Linked DNA regions of Mus musculus: regions 1 and 2 are each linked to region 3. A link is a contact called in public HiChIP or PLAC-seq and promoter capture Hi-C data. All regions are on one chromosome and are shown on one strand. The core of a region is the stretch at or near the end of the contact, and the rest is flanking DNA. Distances in the headings are between cores, read along the strand shown.

What was found. HiChIP or PLAC-seq counts read pairs in DNA pulled down with a chosen protein or histone mark. Capture Hi-C pulls out chosen DNA fragments and counts their contacts.
Region 1: a contact with region 3 is called in a promoter capture Hi-C map of pancreatic islet. The contact joins the promoter of C3ar1 here to the promoter of Slc2a3 in region 3. A contact is called at or near these places in 10 of 484 Hi-C or Micro-C datasets (the C2C12 cell line, Sertoli cells, astrocytes and 3 more), 6 of 115 datasets of contacts at active chromatin or transcription factors (embryonic stem cells, extraembryonic endoderm stem cells, microglia and 2 more) and 3 of 9 other capture datasets (adipose tissue, liver and pancreatic islet).
Region 2: a contact with region 3 is called in an H3K4me3 HiChIP or PLAC-seq map of embryonic stem cells, with 11 times the contacts expected there. The contact joins the enhancer-like site here to the promoter of Slc2a3 in region 3. A contact is called at or near these places in 2 of 39 promoter capture datasets (embryonic stem cells and macrophages), 3 of 15 datasets of contacts at CTCF or cohesin (the NIH/3T3 cell line, embryonic stem cells and stem cell-derived epiblast-like cells), 36 of 484 Hi-C or Micro-C datasets (the AML12 cell line, the C2C12 cell line, ECoMG myeloid progenitors and 22 more), 24 of 115 datasets of contacts at active chromatin or transcription factors (bone marrow-derived macrophages, embryonic fibroblasts, embryonic forebrain and 10 more) and 4 of 9 other capture datasets (adipose tissue, liver, macrophages and 1 more).

What each region holds. Positions count from the first base shown.
Region 1 is chr6:122,853,715-122,857,661 of GRCm38.p6, reverse strand. C3ar1 (complement component 3a receptor 1) reads left to right here and starts at 1,505. Exons shown (of 2, transcript NM_009779.2): 1 at 1,505-1,678.
Region 2 is chr6:122,660,487-122,664,380 of GRCm38.p6, reverse strand. No RefSeq gene overlaps it. Among named protein-coding and RNA genes, the nearest start is that of Dppa3, 36 kb to the right of the region's middle. RefSeq lists a cis regulatory region at 1-2,459 and an enhancer at 1-2,796. Within about 2 kb of position 1,365, at least 16 of the 459 cell types and tissues checked have an H3K27ac peak or open chromatin away from gene starts, as enhancers often do. A contact at or near this core is called in the N1E-115 cell line and embryonic stem cells, where this site is marked.
Region 3 is chr6:122,741,010-122,744,772 of GRCm38.p6, reverse strand. Slc2a3 (solute carrier family 2 (facilitated glucose transporter), member 3) reads left to right here and starts at 2,028. Exons shown (of 10, transcript NM_011401.4): 1 at 2,028-2,397. The coding sequence starts at 2,383.

The DNA of each region.
Region 1 (3,947 bases), core at 256-2,755, 110 kb before region 3:
GGAAAGTTAGTTCTGTCAAATGATGTTTTGCTGGGGTGCACAGGTGAAAGGATGTCTTGCTAAACTAAACATGTGAGAAAATGTTTTCCTGAAGCAGACGACGGTGAAAGGAAGTTTTGATATAGCAGACACGTGAAAGGACACTTGAGGAAAGAATGTAAATATGACTCCACAGACAGTGGGGCATGAGCACTGAGCCTTGGTTTGGTTTGCTCTGTCTCCCCATTCTTCATTCACCTTATATAGCGTGGTTGAGCTCAACTCGTGGTAATGCAGCCATTGAGAGAAACTCACCCAAGGACTTCGGTTCCTGCAGCTGCTTGCCACTTTAGCAGCCTTGCCTCAGACCAGTTGGCATTCATGCCCGGTGTCTGCTGGTGGAGAGGACTGGATTGAAGCTGCTAGCTCATGTGTGGCATCTGCCTGCCTATAGGACTGGTCTACAACTGCTGAGTTGTATTTGGTGTTTGCTATGGGACTGAACTGCTGAGAAAGAAGACGGGGATTGCGCCCACCCCCCCCCAAAGAACTATTGCTGAACAGGCCCACTTCCACCATATTCTAATAACTTTTCTTCCACTCTCTCTGCTGGGTGGTAGGTTAGAGAAGAGAATGAACCTTATAATTAAAAGTAGGTTGCAAAAAATTTATGCTACACCTCCCAACTCAGCCATCTTTTTGTTGTTGTTCTTAAATGTGTTATTTGTTCTTTAACAAGTACATATGCATTCAACCTAACTTGATCATAGCCATCTCCCGTCGTCACACACACACACACACAGTTTTTTCCTGACCTGGGGATTAACCACAAGACCTAGGACATAGCAGACAAGTGCTCACCCACAATCTATATCCCTAGATCTTTTATTACTTTTTTGTCTTGAGATAAGGTCTTGCTAACTTTCTCAAGTTGGTCTTAAAATCACTCTGTAGAGGCTGGAAAAATGGCTTAATAGTTGAGTTCCCAGCACCAAATGAGTGACTGGCAAATCTATAACTTCAATTCCAGGGACCCCCCCCCCCATGCCCTTTTCTGGCCTCCATAGGTAGCAGGCACAAATATATGTACACACAAATGGGGGGGGGGGGAAGAACTCCTACACATAAAAGAAAATCAATAGATCTTTTAAATACCCCATTCTATGGGACTGGAGAGATGGCTCGGAGGTTAAAAACAGATCCCAGCACCCACATTAGGTTCCAGTTCCAAGAAATCTAGCATCCTTTCTTGGCCTCTGTGAGCAACCATATATGGCACACACATACTGATATAAAGATAAAATAAAGCAAATTTAAAGGGAAAAAAATAAAACCTCACTCTGTAGCACAGACAAGCCTCAAATTTCTGCCTGCCTGCATCTCAGCATCTCGTAGCTAAGGTGACAGGTTCCTGCAGGAAATATCTGTGTCCTGATCGGCCTCCTCCACCCGCCCTCCTCTGTCCTTCTGCTTTTCTTATCTACGCCGGCTAAGTTTAAGAGGTGACTCATGGAAAGGCCCTTCCTGTGCAGTCAGATAGCAGTCATGATCCTGAGTTCCCTTTACCCAGGGAAAAGTCAGTGCTCAGCAACTCGTCCAATGCACTTCACTACTTCATTTTGGCTGGACCAGACAGGATTTGTTGGTGGCTCGCAGATCATCAGTCCTGGAGCCTTTGGATTCCATCTCAGTGTGCTTGGTAAGAAAACATAGATGAGCCTTATAGTTCATGCTTGGTTTAGCCTGCTGATTATGTACAATGGCTTCAAGTTCCTTATCTTCTGTTTCCTTCTATTCTTTTCCCTAAAACTTTTTTTTTTTTTTTTTGAGAGTCTTACATAGAGCCTTGGATGGTTGGGAACTCACTACATAGACTGGGCTAGCCTTAAACTCACAGAGCTATATCTCCTTCTCCTGCGATTAAAGTTGTACACAATCATATCTGGTTCTTTCCCTAACTTTTGTTTTGTTTTGTTTTGTTTTGTTTTGTTTTGTTTTGTTTTGTTTTGTTTTGTTTTTGTTTTTCGAGACAGGGTTTCTCTGTGTAGCCCTGACTATCCTGGAACTCACTTTGTAGACCAGGCTGGCCTTGAACTCAGAAATCCGCCTGTCTCTGCCTCCCAACTTTCCCAAATTTTTATTTCTCCTGTCTTATCTCCATGTCTACTTTTATTTTTATGTAAATACTATACATTCTATTTATCTTGGCTTTTAATATTTTCATTCTGAAAATAATAATGAATTTATGTTATTTATTCCCCTAGATTATAGATCATGTTTTCTTCCCTTAGTTTTGCTTCTGTAATCATTGATCACATGTACACACATTTATTTTTATGTATATATACACACACACACACACACACACACACACATATATATATGCCCATATGTGGATTCTTCTTCTGTTGCTCTCTGTAACTCTCCCGTTCTTTGAGCTATTCCTTATCAAAATAGCTGGTTCTATCATTCCATAATTATTATTTGATATTTAAATCTAATTTTTACTCATCATAAATACATTTTAGTTTCAGGTTTTTTTTTAATTACTCTGGCCAACTCAATCCTGAAATCTTTATAAAAAACTTAAACATAGAGGGTTTTTGTTTGGTTTGGTTTTGGGGGGGGGTTGCTCAGAACTTGGGGAAATGTAATGTGGTCTTGTCCTGGATGACTTTTAGGGTGTGAGCTTTCAAGGAAGATCATTTGTGATATTTAAACTATTCCTCACAGCACGGAACTCAGTTGCTCTTACATTGGAATGTTTTCCTTTCAACTTCTGTTATTTTAAATCGCTATGTCCACTTTATTATCGAGACCACAGTTTCTCAGTCATGTGATCCCTGCAGTAAAAAAGAACAGTAACCTAGGCGTTATTAGGTGAGTAGCTGGGGCTCTCCCCGGCTGCGGTCACGTGAAAGCCACGTCATCTCCAGAATCTCAGCATCAAAAGCTGCACAGCGAGGGATGTCTGTGGGTTGCTCTGTTCCTAGCAGTCTCTGGGTGGGCTTTGCTCTCAGCATCTTAGGATGGTACGCATTGAGGTTGGAATGGGACACTAGATCCGAGTTCTTGCCGTTCACATAAGGGAATGGTAGGACTTGAAAAAGACAGAGACCAGAGTGGGTATCGTTTCTCCTTTTCTTCTTATTCTGTTGTTATCCTAACTTCTGCTTACCGCATAAGACTTGTCACAAACTTTTGTCAAGTTCAGCAGAATCGCTTCCAAATGTCCCAGCTTCCATTTAAAAACAAGCAAACCAAAAAATCAAATCAAATCAAATAAATAAAAATGGAGGAGGCTGAAGAGATGATCGGTGGTTGGGAGCAGTGGCTGCGCTTCCAGAACCCTGCTCTACCAGGGTTCAAGTCCCAGCACCTACATGGCAGCTCACAACTGTCTGTAACTCCAGTTCCAGGAAATCTGACACCATCCCACAGACACGCATGCAAGCAAAACAGCAACACACATAAAATGAAAATTAATCATTTTTAAAGATATAAACTGTTACTACATCCAGTAATGTTTGGGAATTTAAAATCAAGAGAGAAATTTAGAAGAGACAGCATAGGAATTAAGAAGCCATATGGGAAAAAAATAAAATGGCTAAAGACTAATATTTTTAATGTAATTGAAAATGAAAAAATTAAACCCGAAAGGTAAGCATCCCCCTGGCCGTGGGGGTACATGCGTTGTAATCCCAACATTTGGTAGACTGAGGCAGAAGATCTCCAGTTTGAGGCCAGCCTGGTCTATATAATCTAACTTCATCTCAGAAAAAAACAAAAGAAAAAAAAAGTGACCCTTGATCCATATGCTAAATGATATGGAAGAGGCATTTGTAAACAGGTCTTGTCTTTACCATCACACAGTTTAGGGCCACTATAAAAATTACAACCTAAGATTACATGTGCCTCCTCATAGGACATGTCAGAAAAAAATCAACCACACACTTCTACATTCATGT
Region 2 (3,894 bases), core at 116-2,615, 80 kb after region 3:
TTTCTTTCTTTCTTTCTTTCTTTCTTTCTTTCTTTCTTTCTTTCTTTCTTTCTTTCTTTCTTTTTTTTGAAAAGTACTATCCTTACTGAATGATCAAACTGGGTCCTCAGGTGAGGTGACATAAGATCGGGGAGGGCCCCCCCCCCCCCGCAGCACCTTCTCAGACAAAAAAAACCCAAAGAGTCCAGAAGAAAGGCTAAAGGGGCTTTTAACGAAATCGCTCCAACAGCACACGCGAAGCACAAGGCTGCAGAGCCCGGGAAGATGGAAAACCAGTTTCCTCCGGTCTCTGCATTGAAGCTTTTGCTGAGGAGGACATGACACCTGTCCTGCTGGGGCTCATGTGAGCCTGGGGGTGAGGGTGGGGGTCAAAAACGTGCTCCGTCTCCTCGAGCCAACAAAGGAAGAAATAATTAACTGCATTCAAGTACTGTGGGCTTAACTTTGCAGGAGTTAAGGCTGGCCCCAACTCAGGAGGGGCCTTTGAGATAGCAGATTGCCGACGGACTTTATTTCCTTTAAGTTTGTGTTAGCTTTGGGCCAGGAAGGGTCAGCTAATTATGTTTACTGTCGCCAGTTTGCCCTTTAGCTTTGTGGCCACTTTAAGGCCCCAGTTGCCCTTTGGGTTCATTTTTAACTAACTAGCAACTCACAGTTGAAGGGTTGCTTGCTGAAAGGTCTCAGTTTGAAAGTCTGACCTTCCTCTTGCTAATCCACCTTGAAGATCTCACATCTCCCCGACTCCTTGTCTGCCCCAACACTGCCATGCCAGCTGTACGGTTAATTCCAAATCTATGGAAGGTAAATTCAGTCACTAACACGGTCACAGGTGGTGGTGGTGGGGGTGTCACAGCGGATCCCCGGTATATGTGGAGCACCCGGTTTGCAAGACCCAGAGGTGTCAGAGGAAAAAAAGCCAGCAGAGGGGACCTAGGAGAGCCCAGTCACCCATCTGTGTGAGGTTTCCCACGGCTTTTTAGGAACAGTACTCCACAGCAAATGCGCTGTTATCCCCCAGCCTTAACATTCCCACCCTTGGGCTAGGAAGGCCTTTTCTCTTCTGGGAGGTGAAGAGCAGACTGGTTTATTAGGGCTGTGTTAGGGCTTGGAATGAACTGTGAGTAAGGACAGTTGGGACCTCCTGGGGAAAGCGCCCTTGTTTCTAGCGAGTGGATTGTCTCCAGAAGCTGAATTCGGGAGGCCGCGAGGTGCACCGGTTTATCACCACCCGCTATAGACTCTCAGCAGCAGCATCAAAGAGGCCCAGCTGCAAGGGGGATGGGTGGGTGGTGCGGAGCGGACAAGGCGCTTGGCCTCCTGCCCAGTTCACCTTGGGAGTGGCACTTTGGTCTCAGTCTGAAGCCGGTTCACTTCCTGGACAGTAGGCTGAAGGATTCATCGCTATCCAGGGAGCGGCCAGCCTTCTTGTAGCAACTCATAGATCTGCAAATACATGAACCTGTGGGGGGACGTTTCACATTCAAACCACAGTAGAAACCTTTGTTTGAAAAGAATCGCTGGCAGACTGAGATGGGCTCCAGGGGAGAGAGGTGAGGGTGCTGAGCAGGCAGCCCCAGGGCAGTGCTAGGTTTCGGGAGACAACTGAAAGGGAATGGGCCTACATTGCTCTGGGTCACTGGGCTGGCACCTGTCCGTGAACACAGTAGGCAGAACTCTTTCTTCCAGACCCACGAGCATTGAGAAATCTTGGACAGTAAGAGACAGAACCTGCTCCAGACAGTTTAGCCCACGACTGGAGTTTTACAAGTTTAAACTAATATATATTGATTATTATTGTTGTGGGTGTGTCTGTGTGTGCCGGCGCACGTGCTGAGGCCAGAGAACTATGTTCAGGAGTCAGTTCTCCCTTTCCACATGTTGAGGCAGGGTCTCTCTGGTTTCTGAGGTGCTGTGTGTTCGAGGCTGGCAGCCTGTGAGCCTCTTTGGCCTTCCACCTTCCATCCTGCGGTATGAGTGCTGGGATTACAGATATCTACCACTATATCTGGCTTTCTACAGGTTGATCGGGTTAGTTTTTTAACTTGATGAGAACTAGAGTCATCTAGGAAGGACGAACCCCATTTGAGAAAATGCCGCCTCAGACCAGCCTGTAGGCAAGCCTGTGAGGCATTTTCTTCATTGATGGTTGATGTGGAAGGGTCCAGCCCATTGTGCCCACACTATTTCTTGGGTAGGTGGACGGTCCTGGGGTTTATAAGAAGTCAAACTGAGCAAGCCAGCCAGGAGGAGTCTGTAAGCAGTGCTTCTCTGCGGCACAGCTTTTGCTCCAGCTTCCTGCCTCGACCTCCCTCAGTAATGGGGGTGTGACCCGAAGGTTGTAAAACGAAATAACCCTTCCCTACGAATGGTGTTCTTGGTCACAGTGTCTGTCACAACAGTAGAAACCTAACTAGGACACATGGGTTCTGATCATTGACCGTAAAGGGTTGGAGAGATGGCTCAGTGGATAAGAGCACTGGCTGTCCTTCCTGGGTTCAAATCCCAGCACCTACATGCTAATTTACAACTGTCTATAACTCCAAATCCTGACCTAGACACACATGCAGGCAAAAAACTAATATACATAATTTTTTTAAAAAAATGTTAAAGAGAGAATTGAACTTAGATGGTTGTGGCAAATGCTTTTATTCATAGACGTCTTGCTGGTATCTAAACCCAGGATGTTTGTGTCTTGTGTAAACTGGGAGGGTGAAGGTGGAGCAGCCTGAGAGGGGCTGGACCCAGGGCTCTCTGCCCTTCTTTTCTCTTTGTCTCTGTGGAATGTGTTCTCTTTCTCCTAAGGACGGGGGAGGCCGCTGCGATGTGTGTCCAGGCTGTCACAGTCTCAGCTTCCAGGAAAGAGCTCCCACAGGGAATGCTCCCCACATGGGAACTTGAAGTTGAAGCTGTATGGGCCTGGGTGGGTGAGCATGGCCAATCTAAGCAAAGACACCATTGGTTTCTTCATCAGCAAAGTCAGGACATCCTAGAGCTTTGTGGAGTCTCTGAGCATGATGGCCCTAAAAGGCCACTGGAAACTGTGCTCCTCAGCCAGTCTCTTCTTCTTGTACCCTCTCCGTGGTCACCTCTGCATTCACCCCAGCCATCAGCTCCTTGCAGTTTTAGTGCCTTGGTCTGTGTACTCTTTACTTCATCCACTTAGCTCCACCCTCCTGTGCCACGGGCTGGGGCTGTCATCTCCCAGTAGGGGGCCTTCTGACCCACCTCGCACTCCTGCTATCTATCACCTGTCCTTTCCAGGTAGTGTTGCAGGATGTAGAGAGCACAGGATAGTTGGGACAAGCTCCAGAAAATATGATTACCACAAACTGGCAAGATTGAGGCAGGAAAGCCCTTTGCCATTGCCAAGGAATAGGGCCCCAGGGACCTCATCCCTCCAAGCAACCATCAGGCCCTGTTGCCTACATGGAGGTGAAGGTGGCCAGTCACAGACCTCTACGATGCATTCAGTGCTTCCATCTGTTGGGGTAGACACACACTGCTCACGTTCCACGGGCCCAGTTTTATATCAAGCTCCTACCAAGGTAAATACCTATAAAGTAATGATTTGTATGGGGGCCATGTTTGGTGGGTACGTAGCACCTTCTCTAAATTTGCATCCTAATACTTAGGTGATGAAAGCAAGCCCTTCTGCTCACAAATCCAAGCAGAACCTTTCAGCTCATCCTTGATCTCTCCTGCCACCTGCTGGACTATGCTAGAAAATACACCCGAGTCTTCTCAGCCTGCCTCTAAAATGTCTTCTGCCTTTTTTCTTCACCTTGTTGGCTTTGTCTTGGGCCCTGAACTCTCAGATCCTGAGGTCTATCGACCACAGCTGTCAGTTAAAGTCAAGTTTAAAGCCTTGAGTCAGGTTAGGCAAGATGATTCTTG
Region 3 (3,763 bases), core at 779-3,278:
TTGGACTTTTCGGTCAATTGGCAACCACTCCCACAGAGCACTGAGGACCCCAGGGAACCCGGCACAGGAATTCCTACAATGTACCGAGTTCCCCAGGGAACCCTTCACATGCACTCCCACAGTGCACTGAGGACCCCAGGCAATCTCTAACAGCTAGTCAGCAGCTGGTCTGTGTTGCTCGAGATGAGGACTGTCTGTCTTGGACTCTGCTGCTAAGCCCACAGTAGCATGAGGCCTTGTGGCTTAAGCATCAGACGAGCTTCTGCTTTGAAGAGCATTTGTCTCAATTTGTTTAGCACTTTTTAGATTCTTGGGAATTCAGCTAAATTCCAGCTGTAATCTTTAAAAAACATACATTGCTGCAAGCATAATTTTCTCTGTTTCAGAGCTAATCTTAGGCTTTGGAGCATCTGTCTTTCCCAGATCACTAGCCCACTTCCACCCTCCCGAGTGCCTTAAAGAAAAAAAGAAAAGGAAAAGAAAAAAAGAAAAACACCTTTATATTTTATGCATTATGGGTGTTTTGCCTACGTGTATGTCTGTGCACCAAGTGTTGTACAGCACCTGGAAGGCTGGAAGGGAACCTGGTCTACAAAGCAAGTTCGAGTATAGCCAGGGCCACACAGAGAAACCCTGTTTCCAAAACAAAACAAAACAAAACAACAAAAAGAGGACAACTTTGTGGACTTGGTTTTCTCCTGACACCATGTGTGGGTCGTGGGGATGAAACTCAGGTCTCCAGACTTGGCAGCAAGTGCCTTTACCTGCTAAGCCATCTTGACAACCTTCATTATTTCTAATGTGGCTACAGGAAAATGGAATGTTGCACCAAGTGGCTTGGATTCTCTTTCTACTGGCAGGCACTGGCCTTTGGGCTTTACTATTTCTTTAGCTGCTAGATTCAGTTGCTGTGGTAATTAAACGGCGCTTCCGACTCAGTGCTTCTAGGAAAGAAAAATGACGAGAGCAAGGGGGTGCAACCTCGGGGATGATTTTCTTGCGCGGTCCGGTTCACTCCACCTCAGTTTTCTCAGCAAGCATCCGATTTGGCAAAGACCCTCCTTTAAGGAGAAAGGGACCAGGTTTGCTTCAGTTCAGTCCATCAGTCTAGATCTCTGCCCAGAAAGCTAGGGACTGAAGATGCCTTTCCTTCCTCGAGCCTATACCAAATCACTCTTCAGGGGAGGGGTCGCCTTCCCTCCCCCGCACCGGGAGTCAGAGCCTAGAGCCTCAGTGTCACACGTTTATCACGTGCTCAGCTGCTTCACTCTGGAGCTCACCTGAAATGTGCCTGCCTCCTGCAGGCCATCGCAGGCCTCTCTGTAAGCTCTCCTTTCGCGTACCCAACTTTTTAGGTTTCTTTCAGTGTGGTAGTGAAGTACTTGTCTCAAGTTTGTCTTTCGAGAGACACACAATCCCTAGGTAATAGTATGTTAGCAAACGTTTCTTATATGAGAATCAGTTACCCTAGACTGATTGTTCTGGGGGTTTAACCTAGAGCCGCGGCAAGTGCTATACCACTGCGAGACACCTCCACCCCAGCTCTTAATTTTTTCTTCCCGCTTGAGAGCTATGCACTCAGCAAAAATCTGTAAGTTGAATTAGATATTTGTTGTGTTTCTAGATGCTGTTAATCTCAAAACAGAGCTGAGAGAGGCAGAATTCACAATGGGTGGGGTGGCGTATGCTGTGGTGAGGAATTGGGGCTGTGTACTTCACTTGATCCTTCTTGGAGCCTCAAGTCAAGAAGGCTGCCTTCACACCTGGATGCGTTTTCTTGGACTGCCTCGCCTTTCCCTCCTTCAAGGCGAGTACACCCAGCCTATAATGAAAACGCATTATCAATTCTCTGCTTCCTGCTCCTTGGATGACTTTCAACTAAAAGCAGCACTGACTCTACTCTGCGTTTAGACTGATTCCATCCCGACTGCCTTCAAATTTGCCCGCCCTCCAAACTTTGTTTTAGTATTTTTTTCTGTGAAACAAAAAGGCTGTCGGCTCTTGAAAAGGGGAAGGAATTTGGAAGCGCTTTGAGGGGAAAAAAAAAAGAACCACGAGGAGGATGTGGTAAAAAGCAGGAGGGGGTGGGTGATGGTGGTTGATTGCAAAGGACAGGGGCTGGGGGTGGAGCGGTGAAGATCAGATAAGAGGTCACTGAATTCCTGGGGTCACAGGTTAAGGATTGGGGGGTGGGAGGTTGAAGGCTCCACCCCTTGCAGAGATTATAAATAGGTAGGCTGGGCTTCGGGCTGTGATGCTTTCGGTGATAGTCCTTAAGCCTTCTGAGAGCGGCTTCTGTAGGACCCGAGGAACACTTGCTGCCGAGAACATTGGCTGGATACCTCTAGATCTACCTTAAGACTTGAGAACTAGGTTGGGACCATGGGGACAACGAAGGTAAGAGCTGGTTGTTTTTATTTGCTTGTTTGGGGTCCTCACGGAGGTAGGTCGTGGTGCGGATCGCCGTGCTCCGGTTTCTCCTAAGTCACCGAGCCATCCGGACGGAGGCCTTTTCTTATCAGCTCCAGCAAGCAATTCGATACTAGTGTTAGCGTTCTAGGCATCTCCTACCTGACGAGGATCCTCTCGGACACCTTCTTAGCACGTGAAAGTCACCTCAGAAGCTGTTTGCCTCTCGGGTGTGTTTGAGGTAGCTGTGATGAGAGCGAAGAGGGTAGGACTTGGCCGCGGGGGTCTCGGAGCCAGCTGGAAGGCTTGGGAAAGGCTTAGACCTTGAGAGGACGTGGGGTTGGCTTGGGTTTGCTGTTCAGCATCCCGCTATCGGTCCTTGGGTTCCCGGTACTGTGGGGAGGGAAGTCCAGTTGTCCTTACTATGGTTGTGAGTGCAGGATGTATCGGAGTTAGTGTGGGCGGAGGGAGGAAGGCAGTATTTGTAAGGAAAAGGGCATTTCCACGAAGATTAACTTGGAAATTAAGTAAATTAAGAGACCGTGAAAAAAAAATCAGGATAAAAGAGGGGATGTCTGTAAAGAGGGTTTTACAACAAGGAAAGGGCCTTCGCCTGGAAGGGACAGCACTTAACCACCGAGAGACTGGGAGGCTGCCGGGAAGGTCAGCTCGCTGCTAGACGCTCCCAGCCTGCCACCGGGAGTGACCTTAAGAGGAACTTAAGGACAGGTGAAGAGGTTGTAGCAGGCCAAATAGGTCGGCCTCAGACTCCAGTTTTGAGATGTCCCTGCCTGCTTGAGTGATTTCCCAGCAAGGTGAGGAGATGTCTGCCTGATCCCCCCTTGCTAAAAATGGCTCCTAATAATGTGTTTAAAATGAGCAGAGGCTCTGGCCAGCTGGGCGGAGAATGGTACCATATTTAGAGAACAGGAAGACTCTCAAGAGGGCCCAGGATGTTGCTGGTGGGTTGGGTAGTCTAGAGATAAGAAAAATAAAAATCTGAGCATAGCACCTCGCACCTGTGACTCCAAACCTGAGAGGCTGAAGCAGGAGAAGTGAGGAGCTGACTTGAGGTTAGCTTGGAGTACAGAGCGTGGGACCTCCTCTCAAAGAGAGGAAGAGGAGATGAGAGAGAAACAGGTGGTGGGAGAGGAGAAAAAGGAATTCACACGGTTAGTTCCGGTGCTTGGGGGTCGGGGGGGGGGTGGTGCGGGGGGAGAAGGGGGTCACCTGCCATCTACCATGCTGGTGTGGCTGCTCCTTCCTGCTCCTGTTCTGGCCTCTACAGTCTGTGAGGCGTGGTGGACCCACATGGAGTCTGGTTCTGCCCTCTATGCTTTGAGGGGTTTGGGTC